5 separate regions of the Mus musculus genome follow, and all the other regions are linked to region 5. Evidence: chromatin contacts called from public capture Hi-C and promoter capture Hi-C data. All regions are on one chromosome and are shown on one strand. The core of a region is the stretch at or near the end of the contact, and the rest is flanking DNA. Distances in the headings are between cores, read along the strand shown.

Region 1 (4,355 bases), core at 1,747-4,246, 1.6 Mb before region 5:
ACAGGGCCACTGCTCACAGTGGCCTCGCACCACAAACTCCATGTATCTGAGTTCATTGCAGATGACATAAACAAGGGCAAGGAAAGGGTAGAACTTGAACTCAAAGCTCTCCCTGGTACACTGGGATCATGAAGGCAGCCATGGTGGTGCATGTCTATAATCCCTGCATTTGGAAGAAAGAGGCGGGGAAAGCAAGAATTTAAGGCTATCCTTGGTTTTGAGGCTAGACTGGGCTACTTGAGACCCTACCTCAAAATAAATAAGAGGAAAGCATGGAGCTGCAGGTATATGTCAGTGATACAGCATGTGTGAGCCTCGGCATTAGAAAACAAGAGGTATCAGGTGGTGATGGCACAGGCCTTTAATCCCAGCACTCAGGAGACAGAGGCAGGAGGATCTCTGTGAGTTCCAGGACAGCCAAGAATACAGGGAAAGTCTATCACACACACACACACACACACACACACACACACACACACACACACACACACACACACAAACCCCCAAGGTGCTGGAGTTGGGGCTCAGCAGTTAAGAATGCTTGCTTTTCTTCCAAAGGATCCGAGTTCAGTTCCTAGTGTCCAGGTAGCTTCAATTACCTGTAAGCTCAACTCCAGATCTGATGCCCCCTGCTGGTCGCCAAAGGCACCTGAATGCACCTGCACAGGCACACATGTACACATAAGTAATTAAAGAACCAACCAACCTTGAGGTAATGATCTAGTGTCAGAGCCTAGAACATAAGTCCTCTAGACATGAAATCATCTTCATTTATTTATTTAAAAATCTAAGACCCTGCCAGGCATGGTGGCGCACGCCTTTAATCCCAGCACTCGGGAGGCAGAGGCAGGCGGATTTCTGAGTTTGAGGCCAGCCTGGTCTACAAAGTGAGCTCCAGGACAGCCAGGGCTATACAGAGAAACCCTGTCTCGAAAAAACAAAAAAACAAAAACAAACAAACAAACAAAAATCCAAGACCCTGGGCTAGAGAGATGGCTCAGAGGTTAAGCACACTGACTGCTCTTCCAGAGACCATCCCCAATGAGATCTGATGCCCTCTTCTGGTGTGTCTGAAGTCAGCTACACTGTACTTATGTATAATAATAAATAATTTTTTTAAACCCAAGACCTTGTGCCCATGTAAAACCCAGGCTCTTGTTTTTTGAGATTGGCTCTTATCATGTAGGCCAGGTTGGTGTTGGGCTAGTGAAACATAAGAATGTCTTGTGTCTGCCTCCTGTGTAATATGATTATATGAGTGTGCCATCACCCATGGTTTAGACATGAGATTTCTTCATTGTTTTAAACATTGAAATTCTTTTCTTTAAGATTTATTTATTATGTGTGTACATTATAGCTGTCTTCAGACACACACCAGAAGAGGGCATCCGGTTTCATCACAGATGGTTGTGAGCCACCATGTGGTTGCTGGGAATTGAACTCAGGACCCCTGGAAGAGCAGTCAGTGCTCTTAACCACTGAGTCATCTCTCCAGCCCTGGAATTCTTTCCTAAAAAGGTCTTACCTATGTACTTTATTATTCGAGGCAGGGTTTCTATATGTAGCTCTGGCTGACCTGGAACTAGCATAAATTCACAGAGATCTGTCTGCCTCTGTCCTGAGTACTGGGGATTAAAGGTGTGTGCCACCCTGCCAGCCTTAAAAAGATTTAATTTTATGTGTGCGGGTAATTTTGCCTGCAAATGTCTGTGCATGCTATGCATGCCCTGAAGAAACCACAAGAGGGTGTTCAATGCCCTAGAATTGTGGTTAGAGATGATTGTGAACCCCCATTCAGGGTGCTAGAAACCAAACTCCCAATTCTTCAAGAGAGCGACTAATGGCTCTTAACTACAGATCCATCTCTCCAGCCCTGAGACTGTTTTTGTTGTTTTTCTTTTTCTTTCTTCCTTCCTTCCTCTCTCTCTCTCTTTCTCTCTCTCCCCTGTTGTTGTTGGTTTGTTTGTTTTTCAAGACAGGGTTTCTCAGTATAGCCCCTGGCTGTCCTGGAACTCACTCTGTAGACCAGGCTGGCCTCAAACTCAGAAATCCGCCTGCCTCTGCCTCCCAAGAGCTGGGATTAAAGGCGTGCGCCACCACCGCCCGGGTTTTGTTGTTTTTCAAGACATGGTTTCTGTGTAATAGCCCTGGCTGTCCTAGAACTCACTTTGTAGATCAGGCTGGCCTTGAACTCAGAAATCTGCCTGCCTTTGACTCCTTAGTACAGTAATTAACGGTGTAGGGCACATACCCGGCTAGCCCTGGAATTCTTTGAAAACAAACACATATAAATTTATTTATCCACAAATCTCGCACTCTGCAGTCCTGGGCTCGAACTCAGGACATCAGATTTGGCAGACCTGCTGTCATTTCATTCCCCTCCCCTTTTGTGTGTATTGGGGAGGAGTGTTTGAGATGGGGGGTCTATGTGGTCCAGGTTGGCCTAGAACTCACATAGATCCGTTAGCCTCTGCCTCCAGAGTGCGGGTATAAAAAGCTGTACCATCAAGTTGTCTCCTCTGTGTGCGTGTGTGACTACCCCTGACTAGGAACTGGCCATGGAACTAAGGATGACAACCTCTGAACCTCCACTCTCCATTTCCCAAGTGTTGGGATTACAGGTTTGTACCACCATGCATCAGACTTCTCACGGGAGATTTAGTGGAAGGGAAGGCAACTAACTGCTTGAGAATTGACTGCGGAAGCACTGAAACTTACGCCTGTGGGGATGTCTCAAGTCTTTGGAAAGTCCATCTTGTCTCTGAATGTTGAATGAGTGCGTGGTTGAACTTGTTACTGGGGCGGAGTAAGTGATGTAGGGAAAGATCGCGGGGGCGCACGACCTAGACCCTGACCAGAATCAGAAGCCAAGTGCTGGTTCCCTGCGAGACACACGGTGGCATCCGAGGCTCCGCCCCACACTCGTCAACTCGTCACTTCCGGCGAGGGCCGTGTTTTGGGCTTTCCCTGGGAGGTGGAGTATCGGTTAACCCCTGCATATCCGAGCGGCCTGGAGCTCGGCGGGCCGGAACCCACGAGTTGGGGCTCCCCAGCCACACCCCTCGTAGGATTTTAAAGGGGAAGGAGGGGCCGGACGGGCCAAAGCCCGGGCCCTGGGAGCGGGTATGAGGCGCTGCCCGTGCCGGGGGAGCCTGAGCGAGGCGGAGGCCGGCGCACTGCCAGCCGAGGCCCGCATGGGGCTGGAGGCGCTGCGAGGTGGGCGGCGGCGACAGCCTGGACTACAACGACCTGGACCGGGAGCAGGTGGCCCGACGGGACGGCCGGAGGGGGGCGGTCCCCGGGCCTGGATCGAGGAGTCCAGCCTCCACTCCGAGGCGGAGAGGACCGACCTCGAGCCTGCGCCGTGTCCGAACGGTCCACAGGCAGAATCCTGTGGAGATGGACACGCGGAGTGCGAAGCAGCTGGCCTAGTAGTTGCGTCGGAGAAGCCCAGGCAAAATAAGGAGCTAGACGGGTCCAACCTCCAGACACATCCAAGAAGGAACAGCCCCCTGGTTGAGATGGAGATGGCCGGTTCCTGGACAGATGGCTTTCGAACTGATCTTCACAGATCTGACCTCCAGTCTCGGCCAAAGAGAGCCAGCCTCTGTACCCAACCAGGGTTTGATGAGTCCTGGACCGAACTGGACAGATCCGATATGTGGCAGACTCTGCCAGAGAGGGACAACAAGCCCAGGGTTGATAACCTTAGGACCCACCATGGCGTGTCCAAACTCCAAACTCACCCAGTCTGCCTCTCACCAGAATCAAGTGCTGATAACTCCGGCAAAGAATTGTCCGCGGATGCTTCCAGGACTCCACATGACACCGACGGCTTCTGGATAGAGTCCCAAACTGATGACTCTCTCAAAGGACCTAGTACTCAGACAGCCTGCAGACAACCTGGGAGTGATGGTTTTTCCTCAAAAGACACTGAGAGTGCCTTGACTCAACCTGGCACTGATGGCCTCCGGGATGACAGCGTTTTGGGGGAGTCCAATGGAAATGATCCATTAGATTTATCAGAGCCTGGAGAGTTGGTGACTAACCTGTGCTCCCACCTGGAGTGCAGCTCCCTGTGTCCTGTGCCCCGCCTTATCATCACCCCAGAGACTCCTGAACCTGAGGCCCAGCCGGTGGGACCCCAATCCCGGATTGAGGGGGGCACTGGCGGCTTCTCTTCTGCCTCCTCTTTTGATGAATCTGAGGATGACTTGGTAGCCGGGGGCGGAGGTACCAGCGATCCTGAGGACAGAGCTGGAGTGAGTAGGACCCACCACCCCAAATCTCATGTCCTCCCATCCTTTTGCCTTGGCTTAGAAAGTCCTCTTCCAGGTTACTCTTACCTACCTGCC
Region 2 (4,116 bases), core at 1,058-3,557, 1.1 Mb after region 5:
AGAAAGAAAGAAAAAAAAAGAAAAAGGAAAAAAAGAAAGAAAGATAGAAAGAAAAAAAAAAAAACCAGGTGAGGCGGGACCATAAAGTTAAGAGAGTTCAGGGAAGAGCTTAAGTCCCCTAGAGGTCCCGCGGGTAAACTAACCTAAGGTCAGGTTTCCAACCGAAACTACGATGAGGACCCTATTTGGACTTCTCTTGATACAGATCAAGAGATCGGGGTCAGAGCTTTTCCAATGGTGTGCTGGTCAGGACACGTTTTCTATGGAGTGGGGCTTAGAGGAAGGCGAGGACATAATGGCAATTTCAGTATGGCCTATGGTGTCCCTGAGGGTGGATGTAAATAAGAGAGACCTCATCTAGTACTGGTGGGCCAGCGAGGTTAACTAAACAAATGAGAAGCAGCTCTCCAACTTATGCAGACCCTTCCTGAGTCGCATTTTGAGAACCATAAAATGAGACAGCTGGCAGGTGGGGAGGGGCTGGGTGGATTGGCGGGCAGTAGGCAGGGTAGAACTGAGAGGGAACTGGAAATGGAAGAACAGGGCGAGCAATCGGAAATAATGCTCTGTAAAGGTTTGGTGTTAACGAAAGGAAGGATGGGAGGGGAGTCACTTGAGAACCAAGCCAATGAGGAGGATGGGAGTGCTGGAGAGGGATCTCAAATGTTACGAGAGATGGGAGTCCAGCATCTTGTCTGACACAAGTATTTGCATATATATATATATATCTGGGCTTGTGATGCCAGAGAGCTTGCACGAAACAGGACCTTTGTGGTGGGCTTTCCAGTTGACCCTTGACGGTGCAGGCTTTAAACGACAGAAAAGTGATCCCTGCTTATGGCAGAGTCTCCATGATCTCAAACTCTGTGCTCATGGGTGTGGTGGGTGCTGTCCTACGCAAATAAGTAGGGTATGGACGAATGGGCAGCCAAGAAAAGCTTGCGTCTAACACTCTAGGAACAGGGCTCGAGAACTTTAAAGACCTCCGTAGCTGAGTTGGATCTAAGGCCACCCCATCCAGCCCGAACTGTCCCCTCACCTCTGCAGCGCCTCCGCCTGGGTCCGCAGCACCACCTGCAGGCGCTCTAGCTCCTCGCAGCGGTCACTGCTGCTGCAATCCGCCGGCGGCACAAAGAGAGGCGCAGCTCCTAACCCAGCACTGTTCAACAAGGCTGCAGTCTCATCCCGGGCTTTAGCTGCATTCTGGGAATCTCCAGGGCGCAGATTCCGGACAGCCAGCAGCGGGGTTCCTCTAGCCAGGGCGGCTCGCGCTGCCTCTCCCAGAGCTGGGGTCAAGGGCTCCTCGCTCCCCTCAGATCCTGGTAGCACCAATACCAGCAAGTTGGCCTCCGCCGCCCAGGGCCCGGGAGCTGCGGGTGGGCAACTCAGCTCACCCAGGAAGAGGCCCGGAGCCGCAGCTCTCAGGCTGGGGACTCCAGAGTCCTGCCGTCCATCGGGAATCTCTACCGTGTCCACATTCTTACCGCATAACGCGGCGATCAGGGCGGACTTTCCCGAGCCGGGAGGCCCCAGGAATAAGGCAGTCACGTCACCCTGAGGCAGAGGCATTGCTGGAAAGCAAGAGGCGGGGAAAGAAATTGGTCAGGGAGCACGTAAGACTTTTTGTTTGCTTCTTTTCTAAGACAGCGTCTCGCTGTGTAGCCCTGGCTGGCCTGAACTCATTACGTAGACCAGGCTGGCCTGACATTCAAGAGATCGATCCTCTCCCCTCTGTCTCCCAGAGTGCTGAGATTAAAGGCGTCGCACTCCCCCACACCAATCAACACCCTCTCCTAACTGATTCACTGTAGATCCAGGCTTCAGTCCTCCAGCCTGTCCTCTACTTCCATTCTCCAGTGTCACGCTGCAGGACCTAGAAACTCAACCCCCAGGGCCTATTCCTGGGAGAGCCAGGTATATGCCCATTCTCCACACGAATGCATTTCTCTATTTAAAAAAGAAGAAACAGAAGAAGGAAAACAAAAACCCTCAAAAACCTGACTGCCAAACTCGAGAATGGTCTTTCCCCTCCCCATTCCAAATCACCAACCGATCAGAGAGGTGACACGCCTGGAGAGCACAGAGGCCCAGCCCCTTAAGACGAGCTGACGGAGGCTGAAGGGGCAGGAGTGTCCGGATTTAGAAACATCCGGACTCCTTCAGGTGGCTCTATACTGACGTCATTCCTTCCAAGACCGGTGTGTCTTGGAGTGCCACTGCGGAGAGGAAGAATTTTTGGCAGCTCCTTCTTTCTAGCTAAGGCTGTTTGGGCAAAGGCACAATAAAACCCATGCGCGTGCGCAGAAAGTTTTGGGGCGGTGCCCCACCAAGACCAGCAACCAATACGCCTGCGCAGTACGTGCAGGGTTTGTACGGCAAAGGGGGACAGGAAGCGATGAGCCCACGCAGTAAGCTTAGCGTTGTACGGAGCACACAACCAACGTCATCATCACGCACCCCTGTACAGAAAAGGACCTCTCCACTTGCCCTTGCGAAGACTTGCCTGCCGTGACTATATTAGTGCCGGACTGCAACCTTGAACCTGACTCGGGGACAATGGTGGTGCAACAGATCACTGGAGTCTGGAGACTAGGAAAAACTATCCCGCTCTCGTCCGGTGGCAGAGCTGTGGCGACCAACTGTCAGGCGCAGCTAAGGGACAGTCTTCGGGGAGGAAAGCAAGAGGCGTCCGTGACCATCAAGAACTAAGAGCAGAAGGCAGTGCATGGGAGCAGCGTGATCCAGAAATGAACTAGTGAACGCGGGCGGCGGTGACTACGGTGAAACAGTAATCAATGTCAGAGAAGGATGTCTCCTGGGAGAAGGCGGGCTCAAGTGTGAGCACCACTGCTTGTGCGGGGGTTATGGTTGACACGTGAGAAACTAGGATGGGGCTGGTAAGAAAGACCAAGAGTTCCACCTTCGAGGGAATTCGGTTTCGTGAAGATGAGGACACAGGGGCTTGAAGACCGAGGTGTCACAAACCCGAGGAGTCTCCCATGTGAGACTGCTGAAGCTTTTCTAGTGAGAGTGTCATTAGAGTTCAGTGAGTGTCAAAAAATAGAGCGAGGCCCACTAAGGTTGGTGGCAGCCACGCCCCCCCCCTCTCTCTTTCATATCAGAACATCGCCCTGAAGACACTGTAGAGGGCAAGCGTCTCCCAAGGAATGGAGTCCAGACAGCCCAGGAGACGACCTCTTTGAGTACTGCCAGAAAGAGGGGTTGGGTGCAGGAGTGACAGACACTAAAGGGACCTCCATATCTCGACGCCCCGCCCTGCTACAGGTGGCCGCAGTGACTACCTGCCAGGAATGACCTCCTCTCATGATCAAAATTATTTCCCTTGATTTGGGCACACAAACAGAAGCAGGACGACATTTAGAGGAATAAAGGGCTGCCAGGCGAAGATTGGGTTGTGGGGTGTGACTGGCAATATCATTACCTGGAATGAGTCCCCAGGGTTCTTGTCCCACTTTCCCCCTAGACTTTCAATATGACTATGCTTCAGTTTCCCGTAGCAAACGTGTGCAACACGGGCTATGGTGGTAGCACACCTTTAATCCCCGAATTTAGGAGGTAGAGGCAGGCCGTTCACTGAGTTTGAAGCCAGCCTGCTCTATAGAGAAAGTTCCAGGACATCCAGGGCTACACAGACAAATCTTGTCTTAATAAACAAACCAAAACGGGCATCACAGCTCACTTCCATGGGGTAGTTATGGAATTAGCTGTCGAAAGGGGAAAACTTGACTTGAATGAAATTTAATTTAAATGATAACATCTACTTTATAACAGCTGTGACCCTGACTGAGTGTTCTCTGCACTGGGTGCATTCGATGCCAAGTATGGAGGAGTGACCTTGATTATCTCATTCGGCTCTAATGTCGGGCTGCGGTGTACCGCAGCGGTAGTATCAGTGTCTCACAGGCAGAGACCACAAGGAACACATCTGGCTTGGACAAGCTGGGATTACCGTTCAGTTTTCAAAACCCTGTATTTAAGCCAGGCACACGCCATTAATCCCAGGACTCTGGAGGTAGAGGCAATTGGATCTCTGAATTCGAGGCCAGCCTGGTCTACAGCGTGATTCCAAGACAGCAAAGGTTACACTGAGAAACC
Region 3 (4,556 bases), core at 2,051-4,550, 1.3 Mb after region 5:
GGTCTCTTACTTCCTTCTCTCTGCGAGTCTGCTTCTAGGCCTCCCAAGTGCTAGGATCACAGGCATGCATCATCAGAGCCCAGTGCTGGGAGATCAAACCCAGGGGCTTTGCACATGCTAAGCAAGTACTCTACCAATTGAGCTACTGCCCAGCTCTGGTGTGTGTGTGTGTGTGTGTGTGTGTGTGTGTGTGTGTTGTGTGTTGGGGTGTGTGGGGGCAGTCCATGCATGCACGGCCTTTCTCTCTCTCTGTGTGCATCTCTCCAGCTAGGGTTTCTCAGTGGCTCTGGAGGCGCGTTTCTGTCATATGCTCTCTCTCTCTCTCTCTCTCTCTCTCTCTCTCTCTCTCTCTCTCTCTCTCTCTCTCTCTCCCTCCCTCCCCCCTCCCTCTGTAGACTGACTTTCCCTTCCCCCAAGTCTCTGTCCGCCCCATCTTCTCTGCTTCACCTCATCCAAAGCCGTCTCTTCCTTCCTATAGCCTTGGCACCCGCCCTTCCTCCTGAGGAGCAGGTGCCTTCCTTTGGTGAAAAACAAGTTTGTTAGATTGAGATGGAGTTGGGGAAGGAGGGGGCATGGAGGTCTCCAAGGCAGCCATTGGACGGGGGCTTAGGGTGGGGATGTGGCTCACTTGGAAGAGTGCTTGCCTAGCAGAGCCTTGGGTTTGAGCCTTGTCCTTTTGTAAACTGAGTGTTGTGATACATGGGGAAGTGGAGGCAGGTCACCCTCAGCTACCTAGCCAGTTCAAGGCCAGCCTGGGCTACCAGAGAGCTTGTCTCAAACAAGAGCTGCAAGGGTGCTAATGGCTACGTTTGAACAGATCGGGAAACTGAGGCTCAGAGAGCCTCATCCATTCCTTCAAGAATCACAGTCAGAGGAAAGGGCCTGGGCAGGTAGTGAAGAAGGAGAAATGAAGGATGAGAAAGACCCCCTGGCTCCTTCCCTTCTGCCTGGGCTCCCAGGTCCACACCTCTCCTACTGGGCGTGGTGCAGGAGCGTGGGAGCGCCGGGCAGGCCCCAGCCATGTTTCCTGTTGGCATGGCTCTGGACGGCCCCACCCCCTCGCAGTAGCTGCCCTCTCCTTGGCCACTTGGCTGAAGGAAGCTGGCCTGCCCTGACCCTCCATGTGCCTGCCAGTCTGTTACTCCACAGCGGCTGAGCACCGGGGCCGAGAAGTTCTCCCAAAGAATGTCCCACCTGCGGGCACGCAAACACACACACACACACACACACACACACACACACACACACACACACACACACACCACACACACACACACACACACACACACACACACACACACACACACACACATCTCCTGTCCCAACTTTTCTGTTGAACAAGCAAGTGTGCTGCCCCCTCAAACCACACACCCAACCTTGCCCTCCATCTCTCTTCTGCCACAAGTCTGACCAGGGTGGGAATATCCCCAGGGCTTGTTAAGACCTGCCTGTACTCCCTGGTCTTCCAGAGGTCGATTGATAGCTCTCTTGTGTGTGTTCTCTCCGTCCCCCACCTTGTTTGGATTTATTTCAGTTTTTGAGATAAGGTCTGTGTAGCCCAGGCTAGCCTCCAACTCAGTATGTAGCTTAGGCTGGGCTTAACCTTCTGATTCTCTTGCCTGCCGCCCCCCCCCAGCCTCCCTCCCCTGACTTCTCTAGTGCTTGGATCCATTGCCTGGTGAGATTTTTTGAGGCTCTTCCTGCAGACTCTTGAGCCTGAACCCCAAGTCTCCTCTTCCACAGGGATGAAGGATTTCAAACCACAGTAGACCACTATCTGGTGAGTGGTGCCTTCTGGGGGTAATGGCACTTCTGTATGGTAAGGGTGGGGTGAAGGCTCCACTCCCCACAGTCTCCTCTGTCAGTTACTTCAGAGCACTGCCTGGTGGCACTGGGTAAATGGCAGTGGCTAGATAAGGAGCAAGGAGACGCCTAATGACAACGTCTTTCTCCCTTGCCAGCCCTCCCTTCACCAGAGCTAGGCTATCAAGGATCAGCCTTGTATGGGCCTCAACAAGGCCCAGACCCCCAGTGGTCTGTCTGATAACACTTACCCAAAGGCTAACACTGAGAACTGTCTCCCATGTGTGCGTACGTGTGTGTGCGTGTGTGTGTGTGTGTGTGTGTGTGTGTGTGTGTGTGTGTAGGTTGGGGGGAGCTGGGGGGAGGACGATATCACACTAGCTCAGGTTTCAGGGGTACAGACCCCCCATCTACCTCCATCACATCCAGGGGTCCAGACCCAGCCTTCTTCTCTTAGACCTTAAGAAGTGTAAGACCTCAGTTCTCCTCCCTTAGACCCAGGAGTCCAGACCAGCTCTCTTCTCCCACACCCAGGGGTGCAGACCCCAACCTTTCTCCCTCACACCCCAGCTCTCCTCTCTTCTTCACACCCCGGGGTGGAAGATGCCAGCCTTCCTCCCTCATGCCCAGGAGTATAAGATCTCCTAGCTTTGCTCTCTAACACTCAGGGGTGTAAGACCCCAGTCCCCTTCCCTCACACTCAGGGGTGCAGACTCCAGCTCTCTTCCCTCAGATCCAGGGGATCAGACCCCAGCCCTCCTCCCTCAGACCCAGGGGTCCAGACCCTAGCCCTCCTCCCTCAGACCCAGGGGATCAGACCCCAGCCCTCCTCCCTCAGACCCAGGGGTCCAGACCCCAGCCCTCCTCCCTCACACCCAGGGGTGCAGACCCCAGCCCTCCTCCCTCACACCCAGGGGTGCAGACCCCAGCTCTCTTCCCTCAGACCCAGGGGTGCAGACCCCAGCCCTCTTCCCTCAGACCCAGGGGTGCAGACCCCAGCCCTCCTCCCTCACACCCAGGGGTGCAGACCCCAGCTCTCTTCCCTCAGACCCAGGGGTGCAGACCCCAGCCCTCCTCCCTCAGACCCAGGGGTGCAGACCCCAGCCCTCCTCCCTCACACCAGGCTCCCCGTCCCTTCCCTGCTCGGTGGAAGGCCCCACTCACCTTGCAGCCCAGGAACCACAACATCTCAGCGTGCAGAACCATGAGTCCGATGCCAGTTCCCGCCAGCACCAACGCCCAGCCGGCCACCCTCTTCTCCTGCTCCAGCAGGCGCTTTCTCCGTCTCAGGGCCCCCAGGCCAGTCACCAGCTCCCCGCCCATGGCCCCTGAGGTCTTGGGGCTCAGCCAGCTTCCTGCCCAGGGTCCCCCACCTCTCAGTACGCAAATGGCAGCCAGCTTGGCTTCCAGGCCAGCGGCCTGTTCTGCTCACTCTGGGACTTTTGCTGGAAGGCACAGCCTAGCCCTGTGCCCTCTGGGGAGTGGTAACTGCAGCAGGCAGGGCAGGGCGGGGAGGGACGGGGAGGTCCCTGGGTAGGGGGAGGCTGGCTATCCCATTCCCTTCTAAGACTAAGGAGGGGCTGGGGTGTGTCTTGTGGTCCCGGGCAAGGAAGAAGAGTTCATCCACGTGGGCAAAGACACACTGACACAATAGGTTGTGACTCTCCAACCGTTTGCACTCTGTGGTACACACCTAAAACCCCCACCACACCCAGACACCACAGAGCACCCTATGACAGACCGGAGACGGAGCCCAACACACCAGCACACACCACACAACCTCCACAGAAGTGACTCACACTCCTGAAAGTTCAGAAACCCACAGCCACACCCAGACACCACACACACACATGGTGTGACACACGCCAGCACTTAGCAGGGCAGCAGCGTCCCATTGCACACGGGGCCACCCAAAGGTTGAGCTCACGCAGTCACACATTCAAAGTGGGGCGGGGGAGGGGCTGGAAAGTCAGGCACAGCGAGTGAAAGTGAGCGCTCCTCTCCAGAGGAGTATAACTTCCGTTTCTAGCACCTACTTGCTGGGTGGGTGGCTTGAAACCACCTGTAACTTCAACTCCAGGAGATGACGCCCTTTTCCTGGTTTTTGGGAGCCCCTGACACATGTGGCTGATATTCACATACATGCATGCGCATAAAAAAAAATAAATCTTAAATGATAATTTTTAAGTGGGACCAGGGATGGAGTGCAGCTGTTAGTGGGCTCCTTTGAATCACAGACTCTCTGAGGTAGATCCCAGCATGGCATAAAGTGGGCAATGGTGCATGCCTGACTCTTGGTACTAGGAAACTGGGGCCAGGAGGATCAGCAGGTCTCAATCATTGTCAACTATGAGTTCAAGGTCTGCCTGGGCCACATGAGACCCTGTTTCCAAAACCAAAACCAAGTAAAACACTATAATATTCTACGATACAAAGAGCTAAGCATCAACGACCACACGGGACATGTACCAGGAGCCACACAAATACACAGCAGGTCTGAGCACACCAATTTGTAAGAATCACCAGGCACAACACACATGCGTCAACAGACACACAAGGGGGTGTGAATGTGAAACACAGAGAGATGCCCCATATGTGTAAACACCTGTGGTGGCAGACACTGTCATCCAGCGCCCAGAAAACAGGAAATGCACACTAGCTCACATCATTGTGTGTGGGACTCACACACACACACACACACACACACACCTGACATTGATCCTGACATACACTGGTGCACTTGACACTCTGCA
Region 4 (4,093 bases), core at 811-3,310, 1.8 Mb before region 5:
TACAGGTGTGTGCCACCATACTTGGTGTATTTGATGCTGGGGATGGAACTTCCTGGGCCTCCTGCATGTAAGGCAAACATTCTACCAACTGAGTTATATTCTCAGCGTCCTCAGTGAGCTTCTGAGATACAGACAGCATTCTGTTATAAGTTGCTACTACAGATTAGATTAAAGGAACAAAAAGCCCTTGCAACATGGTCATTAGTACTTGAAATTTTACTTTTATTTTACATTTTTGTGTTTGTGTGTGTGCGCGCATGAGCGTGCAGATGTCCAAAGAAGCCAGCTGCTGGAATCCCTGGAGCTGATTTTAAAGTAACTGTACGCCATCAGATGTGAGTACTGGGAACTGAAATCAGGTCCTTTGTAGGAACAGCAAGCTCTAAAACCACATCACTAGTTCTTATTTATAAGCACTCTTTGGTTTTGCTCTTTTGAGACAGGGCCCCACACTGTAGTCCGGGCTGACCAGCCATTCCAGGCAATCCTCCTGTCTCAGTCTCCCAAGGGGTTAGGATTACAGGTGTGTTCCATTCCTTGATTACAAATACAGCCATCTTACACAGTTCAATACAGAGTATCTGCTATGCATGGAACTCTATGGTCAAATGTACAGAAAGTGGTAGGAAGATGCCATCCTGGGAGGTAGTCAAGGCAGGTTTTTCTAAGAAAGATAAGTACATTGAAGCTGAGTCCTGCTGTTTGCACTGTAGGCTATGGAGAAGCAGGGCCAGGCTTTCCTGAAAGAGCCAAAGGAAGACAGAGAGAGGTAAACCTGAACTGGGGAGTTTAAAAAAAAAAAAAAAAAGAAGGCCACCACACACTAGGAGCAGGCGCAGAGAGTGTGACACAGTAGGAGTCCCGGTGGGGGTGGGGAGCAAGCAGGAGGAGGCGCGGGCAGGAATAGGAGGCTTGGATTTTCAGAGTGTCAGGACAGAGTCATGGAGGGTAGGGTCTAGGCAGGAAGATGAATGGTGACGTTAGTTGGCAAGGTCTCTAGAGGATCCCCGGTAGCTGCTGCCTGGGGAAAGATCGGTGGCGGGGCAGCATCATGTGTGTGTGTGTGTGTGTGTGTGTGTGTGTGTGTGTGTGTGTGTGTAGGTTTGGAGATAGAAGTGGGCCTGAACTGCCTGCCTTCCGACTGCTGTACTCACTGGGATGCTGGCCGCTTGGGTTTAAAGCCTAAGCTGTTAGTAGTCACTCAAGGAAGTAAGGGTCCCGAACTTATTGAGGAAAGAGAGAGACAAGGGAAACCCTGAAGGGCCGCGGGAGTAAGTCATTGACAGAAGTTTGAAAATCGGTACTTTCTTCCAAGAGGACTAGAGTTTGAAGCCCCTAGCCTAATCTAACGGGGGCATAAAGGCCGCAGGGTCTCAGTCCCGGGGACGCTGCCTAGACCTAGCAAGACACTAAAAATCCAGTCTTTGCCCTTTTCGCTGAAGACCCGGGAGCCGGGAACCGCAGGAATTCAGCCCCCACCCCGACTCCGCCCCCCCGAGTCCCGGCGCCCCCTAGCGGTACTCCAACCTGGGCTCCCCCGGGGACTCCGGCCCCAGTGACCCCGGGATCCTTTAGATTCCCCAGGGTACCGCCTGTCCCTCCCGGGCCACAGCGAGCCGCGACCCCCGCGGGCCGCTCAGTGAGCCCGGCCTTCCCTCGCTTCCGGAAGGCAGCGGAGGCGGCTCCTCCCGGAGCGGCGGCGGCGGGGGCGGGTGAGTCACGCAGCCGGAGCCAGGGAGCCGGCGCCTCCGCCCCCTTCTCGGGCTCCGACGTGATTCACCCAGCCCGGCCCGGGCGGGCGACACATACAGGCCCTGGGCGCTCGATCCCGGTCAGCCCCGGCCACCATCTACCTAGCTGAGGTATCGAACACCCTAAAGAACCCGGCCCCCCGTACCCCCGTCTTTCCCCACCAGGCCCCTTCATTTACATACACAGATCACTCGCGGCCAATCAGAACGAAGAGGGAGCCACACGCAGCCAATCAGGAAGCGGCTGCCGTAGCATCGCTAGCTTGTTCTGCTCCAGCAACCGACACCTGGGACGGTAGGCGCAGTTCTGACTCCGGCGCACGACTCCAGACACTCGACTATCCCTAGTTCCCGCCCACTCGCGTGGCAGCCCCGCCCTGCAGCTCAGGGATCGGCTCTCGTTGGTGGTGGTGGGCGGAGCCTGAGCGGGGCCGTTCCAGAAGGAGGGGGGAGGTTGTCCCTAAAGCGCATGCCCAGGAGGACTGCCTGAGCGAAGGGACAGCTCTGGTAGCGATTTCCCTTGTGGGGCGATGACAGGTAGGGGTTTTGTACTTTAAAAAGTACAGGCCTGTCACTTCATGTGTTATTTTAGAAAACTGTATGACTTCTGGAAGAGGACCTACTTCTTGAGAGTTACAAAATTAACAGTTTTCTCAGTAGGGCTTAGGATACTGGACTCAATACAGTGAGACAACTGGATTCTACTATGATTAAAGACGGGAGTAAGGGGGGGACGGAACGACACCAGAGTCACGTCCTGGGCATCAGTTCCGGAGGAGCTGTGTGACTTTGGGCAGCAGTTTAAGTCCCTGAAAATAATTTCCTGCGGGGCGTGGTTGTTCACACCCATAACCCCAGTATGGGAAAACTAAAGTATGGGGGATTGCTTTGAGTTTGCAGCCGGACTACTTAGTGGATTTGAATCCAGCCTGGACCTCAGAGTGAGATCCTGTCTTAAAACAAAACAAAACAAAACAAAACAAACTAGCAAAAAAAACCGACGAACTTTTTTTTTTTTTTTTTTTTTTTTTTGCGACAGTTTCACTAACTTGCCCAAGTTAGCCTGGGAAACAGAGCAACCAACCCTCCTCAGCCTGTCAGTGACTGGAACCAGAGACTTATGCCACACCTAATATTCTTTTTTTTTTTTTTTTTGGTTGTTTGGTTAGTTGGGTTTTAGTTTAGTTTTTGTGTATGTTTTTGTTTGTCTCTTTGTCTTGGTTTTGGGTTTTCGTTTATTTTGAGACAGGGTTTTTCTGGGCAACAGCCATGATTGTCCTGTAACTCAATCTATAGACCAGGCGGCCTCTAACTCAGAGATTCACTAACCTCTGCCTCCTGAGAGCTGGGGTTAAAGGCCTGCGCTCCACACCTGGCCTTCAGCTATTCTTAAAATATGTTTGGAAAGGTACAGTTTAGTGAAAGAGTGCTTGCCTCACATTTCAGCATGTTAAACACCTGCACTTGGTTACAGCACTGAAAAATAAAATAAAGTAAAATAGCCTGATGATTTACTAAGAGTAGAACATTAAGGGCTGGAGAGGTGGCTCAGTGGCTAAGAGTACTTGTTGCTCTTGCAGAGGACCAGGCTCGGCTCCTGGTTCAGGTTCAGTTCAGCACCCACATGGCAGCTCATGACTGCCTATAACTGTAGTTTTAGAAGATCCAACACCCTATTCTGACTTTCTCAGTCACTCGATACACGTACTACATAAACAGCCAAACAAGCACAAACACAAATCCAAACAGTAGAATGCTGGGCTGAGGAGGTGGCTCAGTGGGTAAAGACACTGGTGCTGCTAAGTGACAAGCTGAGTTCTGTCTCCAGGGCTACAGAGAAACCATGTGTGGAGAAACAAACAAACAAACAGTCAATCAACAAAGAGCTAGTCTGTGAAGCTGGAGAGGTGGTTAAACTGTTAAGACTACTGTCTGGTCTTCCAGAAGACATGGGTTTGATTCCTAGCACCTACATAGGAGTCCCAACAATATAATTCCAGATGCCCTATTCTGGCTTTTGTGGGTTCCAGGCACATATGTGGTACATAGGCAGACATGTAGGTAAAACACCTATGTATACAAAGTAAGATAAATCTTCATGTGGTTGCTGGGATTTGAACTCTGGACCTTCGGAAGAGCAGTCGGGTGCTCTCACCCACTGAGCCATCTCACCAGCCCCCTAAGATAAATCTTTTAGAAGATCTATTATGTAACCAATAAAGGTTCAAGCACTATCTTCTATTTAACTTTTTTTTTTTTTTTTCTGAGGCAGGGTTTCTCTGTGGAGCCCTGGCTGTCCTGGAACTCACTCTGTAGACCAGGCTGGCCTCGAACTCAGAAAT
Region 5 (4,667 bases), core at 2,148-4,647:
GGGACATCCATTTAAAAAAAACAGTTATTTAAAAAACAAGGGCTTAGGAATGTCACTCTGAGGTGGGACATTTATGCAAAGTCCAAAGCAAAAACAAAACAAAACAAAAAAAAAAACAAGATGGCAAAACCAAGATGGCAAGCCTACACAGGCAGCTTCCCCGGCTCTGTAGGTTTTCATCGATGTACTTTCTGAAATCAGGTTCTATATGGTCAAAGCTGGCCCTGACCATGCTATCTATGTAGCTAAGGGAGCAGGGCACGAACTGTTGTTCCTCTGGCCTCTACCAGCCCTCCCTCCCCCCGTACTGGGATTAGGGGTTTTGTACCATCAGGTGTTTTTGGTTTGTTTGTTTGTTTTTGCCTTTAAGGTAAGCTACTGTGCCGGCTAGTTGCTTCTTTTGCTTTGCATTTTGTCAACTTAGCCATACCTGGAAAGAGGAAACTCAAATGAGGAATTGCCTCCATCAGACTGGCCTGCAGGCAGGTCTGTGGGGGCATTTTCTTTTTCTTGAGACAGGGTCTTGCTGCATGATCCTGTAGGGCATTTTAGTGATCAACAACTGATATAGAAGGGCCCCCACTCACTGTGGGCAGCGCCACCACTGGGCAGGTGGTCCTAGGTTATCTATGAAAGCAGGCTGAACAAGCCATGAAAAGCCAGGTTCTGCCACGTTGATTCTGGTTATGTCCTTGTCACAGCAAGAGACTCCTAGTGAGGACAAATGTCAAGTAATAGGGATATTGTGTCATTATCATACATACACATCATTTGCACTGCTTGCCTGCCGCAGCCACAGCCCCCTCCATCGGGTGTTCTTACAGGAGCCTTTGAGGTCAGAAGTGTCTGCAACATTCTTTTTGAAAGTCTGCCAAGTCTCCAGCTTGCACTAGGGCCCTGTGAGTTTAGGGTTTTAGAACATGGGAAGGTTCCCTCTCTATTTCTTATATCCCAAGAGATAGGGGAGGCTGATTTCAGCAATGAGCTAAGCTGAGAGCCAGCCTGGGATGAGAACACTAAACATCTGTGGGTGCTTCTCCAATGAAACCAGAGGTAACCCAATAGACTCAGGTGCTTACTAGAGCTACATTCCTGTACTGCTAGATAGACTGTGCTCTCAGCGAGCAAGGGAGTCTCTTTCTTCCCACCATCTCGATGATGTGGCTGCAGAAATTCTCTTCTTTTCCCCCTAGTATTTATTTTACTTTTTAAGTTATGTGTGTGTGTGTGTGTGTGTGTGTGTGTGTGTGTGTGTATAGTTCCCTGCAGAGGCCATAACAGGGCTTCCAATATCCTGGCTCCCCACAAGTTACAAGTGCTTGAAAGCTGCCTGAATGGGTGCTGGGAACTCAACTTTGTTCTCTGTAAGAGAAACCATTTCTCCAGCCCCGAGCTGTCTCCCCTTTTTTTTTTTCCCCAAGACAGGGTTTCCTGGCTGTCCTGGAACTCCCTCTATAGACCAGGCTGGCCTCAAACTCATAGAGACCCTGCATCTGTGTCTCAAGTGCTGGGACTAACGGTGTGTGCCACCACTGACCTGCCAGTTTTCTCCTTTCTTAAGCTCTATCAGTCGTCAGCTCTTGCCCCATCTATCTGATTCCTTCGCAGGAAAATGCCTGGAGACTTGTCTCAACTGTTTTTTTTCTCGCTCTTTCTGACCCACCACTATAAGCAATGACCTCTAGCTTATTAGCCATAAGGTGATCAGCCTTTAACATCTCAAACAAACTCACCATTGTCAACTCTGTCTCTGCCCTCTCATCTGTCTACTCTGGTAGTTTCTCACCCTCTCATGACCTCTCAAAGTTGGCTGGCCCGACTGGGATATAGGGTTGTGTGGGTCTCAGCCACAAGACTTCTCTTTTCTCCCTATTCATTTAGTCTGATGAAATGTGTATACCAAGGAAAGGCACGTTTTCTTAAATGATGGGACCGGGGAAGGGGAGATGCTTCTCAGCCCAGGATGGGAAGATCACATTTAATTTGAAGAGCACTTACTTAGATGTATCATCTGCCACAGTAATTATATTTAAACCAGTGGTGGTGATGTGTCTGTCTCAAAGGGTATTTATGCAAATAAACACCTTAGCCTCAACCGGTGATGTATGGATCTAGAAGTGTTTTTTAAGAAATCTAGTCAAAGCCAGGCGTGGTGGCGCACGCCTTTAATCCCAGCACTCGGGAGGCAGAAGCAGGCGGATTTCTGAGTTCAAGGCCAGCCTGGTCTACAAAGTGAGTTCAACAACAAAGTGAAAACAACAACAACAACAACAACAACAAAAACCCAAGAAATCTAGTCAAGGGGAGCTGGAGAGATGGCTCAGTGGTTATGAGCACTGACTGCTCTTCCAAAGGTCCTGAGTTGAATTCCCAGCAACCACATGGTGGCTCACAGCCATCTGTAACGGGATCTGATGCCCTCTTCTGGTGTGTCTGAAGACAGCTACAGTGCTCTTATATAAATAAAATAAGTCTTGAAAGAAAGATAAAAGAAAGAAAGAAATCTAGAGAAGGGTAATATCTGCCTTGGTGAAATACCTATTCTGGGATAGTCACTCTTATGAGAGTGGTCTTGCTCTCGATCTCCTCTGAGAGGGATTTACCAGGCTGGCCAACTCATTTCTTCTCGAGACGGGAGGTGGGTATACTCAACATCTAGAAATAAGTTCAAGGAGGCGGGCGTACTTGGTTACATACTACACAGTAACCGCTCTTCAAAAACCCTTCTTCGGTGAGGATGGCGCGCGCTGAGTTAAACTTGGTGAGGCTCGTACCTTGAAGAAAAGAAGCAGATCCATCCGGCCGGGACAGCAGGTTTTGCTCACAAGCAAAGTGCCGGAGACTGCAGACTGGACTTCGGGGGCTGGACTCTGTTCCGGTGTCAGTGAGTAAATTGGCGTCTGCACGCTTTGCGCCCTCCATAGCCGCTGACCACGCGCGCTGCGGCTCCCACCGTAGCTTCCGCTTAGCGGCGCGCGCAGTTCTACCGGCCGCGTACCTATTGCGCATGCGCCCGTCTAGGGCACGCCCGAGTTGGCCCTAGCACGTGGCTCAGCGTTTACTAACAATCTGGTCCCGCCCACCTCCACCTCCCAATTCTGGCATAGCCATTGGACAACAGGGAACAGGGGGAGGGACTTGGAGAGGGCCCATTTTGCTCAGGGCTCCGGGTCCTGAACCCTGAAGGTTCAAGTTAAGTTGTCCTTTTAGTTGCCTGAATTAGGAGCAACTAGAAGCAGACGACCGGAGCAATTTTAGAGACTAAAAATTGCCACCTTACTCATTTATGCGTCTTTGTCGCAAGGTGGTTAGAAGCAGATAGCGTGTTGGCCTAGCGGTGCTGCTATTTGAATAAGGCATCTGGTGGGACAGCCGTATGTCTATCCTGTGAGAAAGGAGGAGTGGTTATTAGCCAAGATGGCGATAGTGATGTCTGCGGCCAAGATCTGGAGGCCGAGCCGTGGCCTGCGCCAGGCTGCTCTTCTCCTGTTGGGACGATCTGGGGTTCGGGGCTTGGCTAGATCTGTGAGTATCTGAGCCCCACGGGGTCTTTCTTAGGGAGAAATAGAGACGTAAAAGTTATTCTTACATTGTGTGAGACACCGCGGGCTGTGAAGGAAAGAAAGAAAAGGTCCGAGAAACTTCTTGAAGAGAAATTCAAGGGAAGAATCCCTTTAGAGGAAAAGCAAGGCAGCTACTTGTGGGCCTCGATAGAAGGAGACGAGACGGGGGTTGAAAGGACAGATCAGGTTTTCATAGGGTCCTACATTGCTTAAATTCCAACTGTAAAGGGAGTTGAGCAAGAAACTGGTTTGATTCCTATGCCACCTGATCAAAAGGCAAGGCAAGGGACTTTGCCATGACTGTCCTTTACACAAGATGATTATGAAGGGAGACAAAGAGAGCTACAAGTTCAAACAGGACCCTTTGCCCACGTTATTTTTTTGAGACAGGATCTCACCCACGAGTCCGGAATGGCCTTTAGCTCACCCAGATGCTTAGACAGGCATCGAACTGGAGATAGTCCTGTCCCAGCCTCCCAAGTACTGGCATTACAGATGTAAGCTACGGTGCTTGGCTGCCCACTTTTCTTGAAAACACTGGAGAAAACTCGGAATTCCCTTTTGATCCATTGTTGATAAGGGCAGGATAACACTTCCAAAATCTGTTGCGGTCTGGCAATGTACCACCACAGTGTAGAATGCTTGCCTAGCACGCGCCACGTCCAGAGTTTGGCTCCTAGCCCTGTGTGTTTGTTTATCTGGATATGGCGACACATGTCTGTAATTTCAGCGCTTGGGAAGTAGGAGAGGAGGCATTTGAGGCCAGGTTGAGTTACGTGAGACCCTATCTCAAAAAAAAAAAAAAAAGATTTTTAAAAATGGTTTACTTATTTTTATTTCACGTGCATTGTTGTTTGGTCTGCATGAAGATGTTGGATTCTGTAGAACTTGAGTTGCGTACATACAGACAGTTTTGGACTGCCATATGGGTCCTGGGAATTGAACCCAATTCCTCTGGAAGAGCAGCCAGTGCTCTTAGTCACTGAGCCATCTCCCTGCACCCCCCAAAAGATTCTTTTTAAAAAGAATAGGACCTGGTGTGGTGATGTATGCTTTTGATTCCAGCACTTAGGCAAACAGATCTCTGTGAGTACCAGGCCAGGG

The links. Promoter capture Hi-C pulls out the DNA fragments that hold promoters and counts their contacts. Capture Hi-C pulls out chosen DNA fragments and counts their contacts.
Region 1: a promoter capture Hi-C map of embryonic stem cells shows a contact between it and region 5, with 5 times the contacts expected there. The contact joins the promoter of Itpkc here to the promoter of Bckdha in region 5. A contact is called at or near these places in 1 of 39 promoter capture datasets (embryonic stem cells), 2 of 484 Hi-C or Micro-C datasets (B cells and embryonic stem cells), 8 of 115 datasets of contacts at active chromatin or transcription factors (astrocytes, differentiating embryonic stem cells, embryonic stem cells and 2 more) and 2 of 9 other capture datasets (adipose tissue and embryonic stem cells).
Region 2: a promoter capture Hi-C map of liver shows a contact between it and region 5, with 3 times the contacts expected there. The contact joins the promoter of Irgq here to the promoter of Bckdha in region 5. A contact is called at or near these places in 3 of 39 promoter capture datasets (cranial neural crest, frontonasal cranial neural crest and second pharyngeal arch cranial neural crest), 3 of 484 Hi-C or Micro-C datasets (CD4 T cells, cardiomyocytes and cerebral cortex), 3 of 115 datasets of contacts at active chromatin or transcription factors (acute myeloid leukemia, astrocytes and cardiomyocytes) and 2 of 9 other capture datasets (adipose tissue and liver).
Region 3: a contact with region 5 is called in a capture Hi-C map of macrophages, with 3 times the contacts expected there. The contact joins the promoter of Kcnn4 here to the promoter of Bckdha in region 5. A contact is called at or near these places in 1 of 484 Hi-C or Micro-C datasets (B cells) and 1 of 9 other capture datasets (macrophages).
Region 4: a contact with region 5 is called in a promoter capture Hi-C map of liver, with 4 times the contacts expected there. The contact joins the promoter of Sertad1 here to the promoter of Bckdha in region 5. A contact is called at or near these places in 2 of 39 promoter capture datasets (cranial neural crest and frontonasal cranial neural crest), 1 of 484 Hi-C or Micro-C datasets (B cells), 1 of 115 datasets of contacts at active chromatin or transcription factors (astrocytes) and 1 of 9 other capture datasets (liver).

Annotation. Positions count from the first base shown.
Region 1 is chr7:27,227,258-27,231,612 of GRCm38.p6, reverse strand. It overlaps Itpkc (inositol 1,4,5-trisphosphate 3-kinase C), which reads left to right and starts at 2,996. Exons shown (of 7, transcript NM_181593.3): 1 at 2,996-4,262. The coding sequence starts at 3,126. It also overlaps a transcript of Coq8b not described here.
Region 2 is chr7:24,528,839-24,532,954 of GRCm38.p6, reverse strand. It overlaps Irgq (immunity-related GTPase family, Q), which reads right to left and starts at 2,307. Exons shown (of 3, transcript NM_153134.3): 1 at 2,051-2,307; 2 at 1,040-1,571. The coding sequence starts at 1,569.
Region 3 is chr7:24,369,007-24,373,562 of GRCm38.p6, reverse strand. It overlaps Kcnn4 (potassium intermediate/small conductance calcium-activated channel, subfamily N, member 4), which reads right to left and starts at 3,300. Exons shown (of 9, transcript NM_008433.4): 1 at 2,968-3,300. The coding sequence starts at 3,126.
Region 4 is chr7:27,484,920-27,489,012 of GRCm38.p6, reverse strand. It overlaps Sertad1 (SERTA domain containing 1), which reads right to left and starts at 2,060. Exons shown (of 2, transcript NM_018820.4): 1 at 1,935-2,060. It overlaps Gm38972 (a long non-coding RNA gene), which reads left to right and starts at 2,053. Exons shown (of 5, transcript XR_881906.2): 1 at 2,053-2,288.
Region 5 is chr7:25,657,491-25,662,157 of GRCm38.p6, reverse strand. It overlaps Bckdha (branched chain ketoacid dehydrogenase E1, alpha polypeptide), which reads left to right and starts at 3,397. Exons shown (of 9, transcript NM_007533.5): 1 at 3,397-3,525. The coding sequence starts at 3,418. It overlaps Exosc5 (exosome component 5), which reads right to left and starts at 3,005. Exons shown (of 6, transcript NM_138586.3): 1 at 2,775-3,005. The coding sequence starts at 2,922.